Regions from separate parts of the Rattus norvegicus genome. Here region 2 is linked to region 1. The links are chromatin contacts, called in public Hi-C maps. All regions are on one chromosome and are shown on one strand. The core of a region is the stretch at or near the end of the contact, and the rest is flanking DNA. Distances in the headings are between cores, read along the strand shown. Region 1 has its middle 53 kb from the start of Xkr5. Region 2 holds the start of Agpat5 (1-acylglycerol-3-phosphate O-acyltransferase 5).

Region 1 (2,835 bases), core at 139-2,638:
GATGCCCATTTATATCTCCCAGGGAAAGAGTTCCCGATCTGAGCCTAAAGATGACCGTTTCCTTTTCAGGAAAACGAGCCTGCTTAAGATCTGCATTTGGTTCCTTGAACGAGTGACTTGCGTTGTCTTCAGACGTGAATATCGAGAGAGAACACATTTGTGCAGAAGCCCCGAGAATCACAGTCTGCTTCGTGGACATGATGCATGGACTTCCTGCTTTCAAGGGTCTGTCATCACCTTCAGCAGCATGCCCTAACGGACCTCTTCTCCAGGCCTTCTTAAAAATCTTGCTGCATGTAATCTTGTGCATTCTAGGGAGCCAAAAGGATGCTAGCAGGACTGTGGATTTCTGTGAGATGTGTCTCAAATGTCTATGGCTTCTGTACCCACCCCGATGCAGCAGGACTCAAACGCTGGGCTCTGCGATTACTCTTCTCTCTGCAGTTCTGTCCACTCAGCTGTGTCTCTTGTGACTCTCTTTTGCCTGGCACCCGAGCAGATCATATAAGCATTTTCCCCCCACAAAATAACCACTAAATCCCTACGCCATGTGTCCTTGAGAAAGGAGTAATCTTGCGTTCTCCAGAAGGCAACCTTTGTGTCTGAATTAAGAGAGCTACTCTAAGACACTAGAGTTTGATATTTGTGCATGCAGATAATTCTGATTGTAGGACCTTTCCCCCTTCATTCCCACAGCCTTGGTCTTTGCAGGTGGAGCTGGGAGGCTCAAAGATCAGGTGATCAGGGACAAGCTGGCTGGCCCTATCCCTCCCTGGCTACCAGGGATATATGCACTGACCTGGGGAGTTTCTACCATCAGGAGCAGAGCTGATGGAAAGTTAAGATCTGTGTGTGTGTGTGTGTGTGTGTGTGTGTGTGTGTGTGTGTGTGTGTGTCTCAAACCATCCTGAGGAAACAGAGCAAGTACTTCTTTTACAGAAGGGTGGGCCACACTCGGATGTAATCACATATGCCTTCAACCTCAGCACTTACAAAGCACAGAAAAGAGGATTTCAAGGTCAAGGTGAACCTGGACTACATAACAAAACTCTGACTCAGAAAACCAAATAAAAATCCTAAAAGAGCCTAGAGAAGGAAGAGTTGGCTGGATAGGAGCAGCAGTGCCCTCCCCACAAAGGTGCCCGCCAGAAGGGAGGGCTCATTGAATACGGTGGTGAGACGCACGGGGTCTGCTCTTTTCTCTCCAGTGTATTATTTTCGCCTTTGGGTTTTTTGTTTTGTTTTGTCTTGTTTTGTTTTGTTTTGTTTTGTTTTGTTTTGCTTTGCTTTGCTTTGCTTTTGTTTTTGTTTCGCCTTTGGGTTTAAGCCATTGATCCGGAACTATTCAAAAACTTAGATGACAGCTTTTCCTCCGGCCACTAGGTGGTGCTAGATCCCCGGTTGGTATCCCACTTCGACTGCAAAACTAGAAGCGAAGCCCAAACGCAGAACTACAAAACGAACAGAGTGGGGGAGAAAATGTCCTGAACCCTAAAGCTGGTCTTGAAGTCGTCCCAAAAGGAAACCCCCCGGTTGAAGCCCTTGCAGCAGCCCCTCGTTCATGGGTGTGCGTTCCATAGGAGCTCCACTCGGACCCTTCTCTCCGGTTTCTCTTTCTGTGTGATTGGCTGCTCTCCCTCACAGGAAGTCAACGCTGTTTACTGCTTCTGCATCCACAAAGGGGCCTTTCCCTAGAGATGGCCAAAGGTGGCTCACTCACCATGATTACCAGGCTGACTGTAAACCCTTCAATACCAGCTGTCCTCTGGTGGCAGCCCCAGAGGGTTTGGGGAGGTGGCTTCATTCACTGCCTTGGGGAAACTGCCTTTCTGGGCATGTTTACCGTGAATTCTGTCTGGGGTCAATGATATGGGCCGCAGGGTAGCCTGGCCGCTGAGAGATCTGTCACAGAACAGGCTTCTAAATGGCATCATCAGGCTTCTGCCATCCCAGGACAAACAGAGGACCGGGACATAAAGGAAAAGGAACAACAAAGACGGTTTCCCTAGGAGCTATTAAGGTCTGCTGTGCGATAGAAAACAAGTTTTGCCCATCTGCCTGAAAGCACAGGGCTGAGTGGTCTTATCTCCAGCTTCCCCTCCCTCTCTCCCTCCCTCCCTCCCTCTGAGGTGAAAGACCTCACCAACCCAAGTGTAAATAACAAGGATGAGGAGGGGGGTGGGAGCGAACAGGTGGGAGCCTTCTTCTTACCCAGCACAAAGGGTCTGACCAACATTCCTACCACAACAGAGTAGAGATTGGCAAGAGAGAAACATAATAAATTTACTTAGTGACAGATTTATGAGTGCCAGAACCACAGAGAATGAAGCCCCAAAGACTGTGGGGGAAATCCTTTAGGTTTCTGTTGCCCTTTTGATGAGGGATGGGCAGCCACATTGGAATGTGATTGAGTCCAGGTCTGACCTAAGGTGGCAGATAGAGGGAAAACCTTCAAACCCTGCAGCATCCCTTCCTTCCCACCCAGCTTAGAGGCAGGACACCTCCAGGTTCTAGGCTCCCTTGGCGGAAGGAGAACTAGTCTGTAGGTCTTTTGATGGGAAGGGCGGGTCAGGTGACAGAAGACAGAAAGACCAGACTCCATTGTTTTGGGAATCTTTCCTGGGTCACCCTGGCTGCCCTGTTAACTCAGCTCACATCCAGGGAAATTCCACCAGGAGCCAGTCTCAGCTGGTGTTGAGTGCTGAGAGCCCCTCTCCCCTCCAGGAATCCCTTTTGTAAGGGGAGGGACAGCACCTGCGGTCCAGTCAGCTCAGCAGTGGTCACAAAGGCAACTAACTCCACCTGAGGCAGCCTCACCTTACAGCTCTGGAGGCT
Region 2 (3,060 bases), core at 277-2,776, 58 kb after region 1:
GCCTGGAGTTCCTGAAAATTCTGAATGAAATCCTATTCTAAAAGTCAATTATTCAGAAACCTTGATGCGAAACAGTGGTTTTTTTCCTGTTTCCTAGGAAAACACTTAGAAAAGACAGTGATTCAGAGAGGTCCTAATTCTCCACCTCAAACATAATCTCCAACTGGAGCAAAACTCAGTAAGGGATCCATCCAGTCCCCAAAGCATCCCCCAACGCAGAATGAAAAGAGCTGAGAAATGGGGGAGAAAGTCATAGATACATCAAGGAGAACCCAAACAGAGCTCTCCTTTGAAACTGAGAACCAAGAAGGAAGTACAACAGTTTTTATGAGACGTCATATAACTAATTTACATTAGGAGAGCTTTCTACTCTTCATTGTTTTCCGAGTTCAATCTCCACAGAGGGGAAAAAAGAAAGAAAGAGAGAAAGAAAGAGAGAAAGAGAGAAAGAGAGAAAGAGAGAAAGAGAGAAAGAGAAAGAGAGAAAGAGAGAAAGAAAGAAAGAAAGAAAGAAAGAGAGAAAGAGAGAAAGAGAGAAAGAAACAGTAGCAGGAAGAAAGCAATCTGACAAGAGATCAGCCCACATTGAAGCCCAGTCCAAGCAGAAGAGAACTGTATCCACAGTGAGGCTCCTATTGTAACCAATGTATTCATTTCCTCGCTAGGCTCTCGCTTTCACCCGGGAGGAACCCAAGGCAGGAGTCGTCCTTCACAGCTGTCACTTCGGTCAGCGCCTAGAGCTTTTGCTAATCTAAAAGACCTCGGAAGTGCAAAAGAATCCAGTCCCAGCATCACCACCTCGGACTCAGTGCCCTACTTTGGCAGGCACCGAGACAGACAGTTAACAGCCGGCCCGGGCGGGGGTGGGGCGGACCCGGGAACACACTCAGCCTCAGCAGGACGTTCCAGAAGGAACCCCGAAGTGAGAACCAGAAACTTCCCCCGCGGCGGGAGGCCGGGTGCTGCGGCACGTGCTCGCCCTGCTGCAAGTAGCGCCGCCCGGGCCGCGGGGCCCGCGCGCACCGCGCAGCCGCGCCTCACCTGGACCCCGGTGTAGTTCTCGAAGAAGAAGAGCACCATGTTCTGGTAGACGCAGTAAAGCCGGTCGTCCACGCGCTGGTACAGACGGGCGGGCAGCAGCGCGGACAGCACCCGCCACAGCGTCCAGGCCAGCATGTAGGTGGGCGCCGAGCCCAGCAACAGGACGCTCGGGAGCAGGTAGCGCATAGAGTACGTGTGGAGCACCAGGGACAGCAGCATCCTCTCAGCTCGCCAGCCGCGACTCTCCTGCGTTGCCCGCGCGGCCGCCAGGACCTCAGCCACCGCCGGCCGCCCGCCAATCACCGCGCAGGGCCGGCCGCGCCGCCGCCCTCCGCCCTGGCTCCGCCCCCCGCATGGGCCGCGGGGCCCGGGACCCGGCGGGGACTGTGACCGCCCCTGCTCGCCGCCTCGGAAAGGGCACGCCTCGGCTTGCCGGGCGCGCTCGCCTCTGGGTGCTCCTTTTGCTCCGCGCGACCCGCGCCTGTCAGCGGGGAGGCGGGGTAAGGCAGGACTCCCAGGTAATAAGGAGCCTCCTGATTGGTCGACTTATGGGCGTAACATGTGCTCTGATTGGTCCGGTCCCTGTTCTCGTCACGACGCATGCTCGACTGCGGATGCTGGCTGTATAGGAGCCCGGGAAGATGTGATGTGGTGGGTTTTTGTCCTGTGCTGGCGTTCGAGAGCAGCGTGGGGACACGAGGATGCTCCCTGCAAGACACGCGGGAGCCGACTAGGTCGTGGAGCGCAGGTTACCGACAGCTGCAGTGTCTTCGCGTGCCGGAGGGCCACCCGTATCCCCACGTGCATAGGAAGCGCTCCTTCCTCCTGGCTGTTGCAGAATGTGGCTGGGTCCGCCTCCCATACCCTTGGTTGACCTTTCACAGGACTGTCACCTCCTTTTATTAGATCCTTCAAAGTTTTAACTTTTGCCTTTTAATAACCTTTTGTCCTTTGACTTGTTTCTGCTGTGCTTTTCCCTAATAGCTTACGTTCTTTTTTTCAGTGTGTAGGAAAGTATTTTTCTGTACATGTAGAATCCATAAGTTCTTTTCCCTTCAGAAAAAACTAGAAAGGTTAAGTAACAGCAAAAACGTATCCAGAGGCCCAGATCCTTTTACCGCCCTAACTAGTGGAGACCAGATAATCCTATACTAGAAGGTATAGAAGGAAGAGCAGGTCAGTGTGCATGCTCGGATCTGTTCGTTTTGAATGCGTGTGCTGTGTGAATATGTTGGTTTCTATAAGTGACCCTGAGGTCACTTTTTAGACCACTTTCTAGAGCACTGACTCATCCCTCTACCATGTCTCTCTGCTTCCTTGCTTTGGACTCCCCGTCATCTCTTGCCCCATTTTTTTTTTTTTACCCCATCGCCTCTGAGGTGCACTTCTTAAGGCATACAGATGACTCCTGTCATAAGCACCCTATGTCAGACGGACGTGCTTACCTGTTTTCACAATGTTGGAATGTATTGAATTAAATAAATTTCACAAAGTACAATGGCTTGGCTGGCACCAATGAGGCCTGCTTTACTTTGTAGCCCTGGCTATGGCAAAAGACAGGTTCTTTTATTGCGGTCTTAATTACTAATATTAACTGTCAGATCACACATCCATCACTCAGTAAGTATATCTCTATATGTTTATATATGTATATATAGGTTACAGTGACTACAAAGAGTTAAAAAGAGGAAAGGAGTTTTAAAAGCCTTGGGAAGCCAGAGCTGGAAAATTGGCAGGGATGTAAGAGTGTCTGTCTTGATAGCAAATGAACCACAAACCCAGCTTTTGGGAAGATACTGCTGTTATTGGGCCACTGCGGGTTGCAGATATGACAAACTGTCCAGTTTTGTGCAGATGCAGAGGTGAAAGGGCAGACAAAAGAACTGTTAAGGCAGTTCACTGTCAGTTCAGAAGAACTGAGCCCAGACAAAGGAATTGTTAGACAGATGGACTGCAGATCCTGATTGCCAAACAAGAGTCCAGGAAGACAGGAATTGAGGTACACGTCAAAAAGCAGGG

The links. Hi-C and Micro-C count contacts between places; a contact is called where the count stands out from the background.
Region 2: a Hi-C map of Schwann cells shows a contact between it and region 1, with 1.7 times the contacts expected there. The contact joins the promoter of Agpat5 here to the enhancer-like site in region 1. A contact is called at or near these places in 3 of 12 Hi-C or Micro-C datasets (the A7r5 cell line, Schwann cells and mammary epithelial cells).

What each region holds. Positions count from the first base shown.
Region 1 is chr16:77,629,198-77,632,032 of GRCr8, forward strand. No RefSeq gene overlaps it. Among named protein-coding and RNA genes, the nearest start is that of Xkr5, 53 kb to the left of the region's middle. Within about 2 kb of position 1,389, at least 17 of the 93 cell types and tissues checked have an H3K27ac peak or open chromatin away from gene starts, as enhancers often do. A contact at or near this core is called in the A7r5 cell line and Schwann cells, where this site is marked.
Region 2 is chr16:77,686,622-77,689,681 of GRCr8, forward strand. Agpat5 (1-acylglycerol-3-phosphate O-acyltransferase 5) reads right to left here and starts at 1,527. Exons shown (of 8, transcript NM_001399425.1): 1 at 1,042-1,527. The coding sequence starts at 1,260.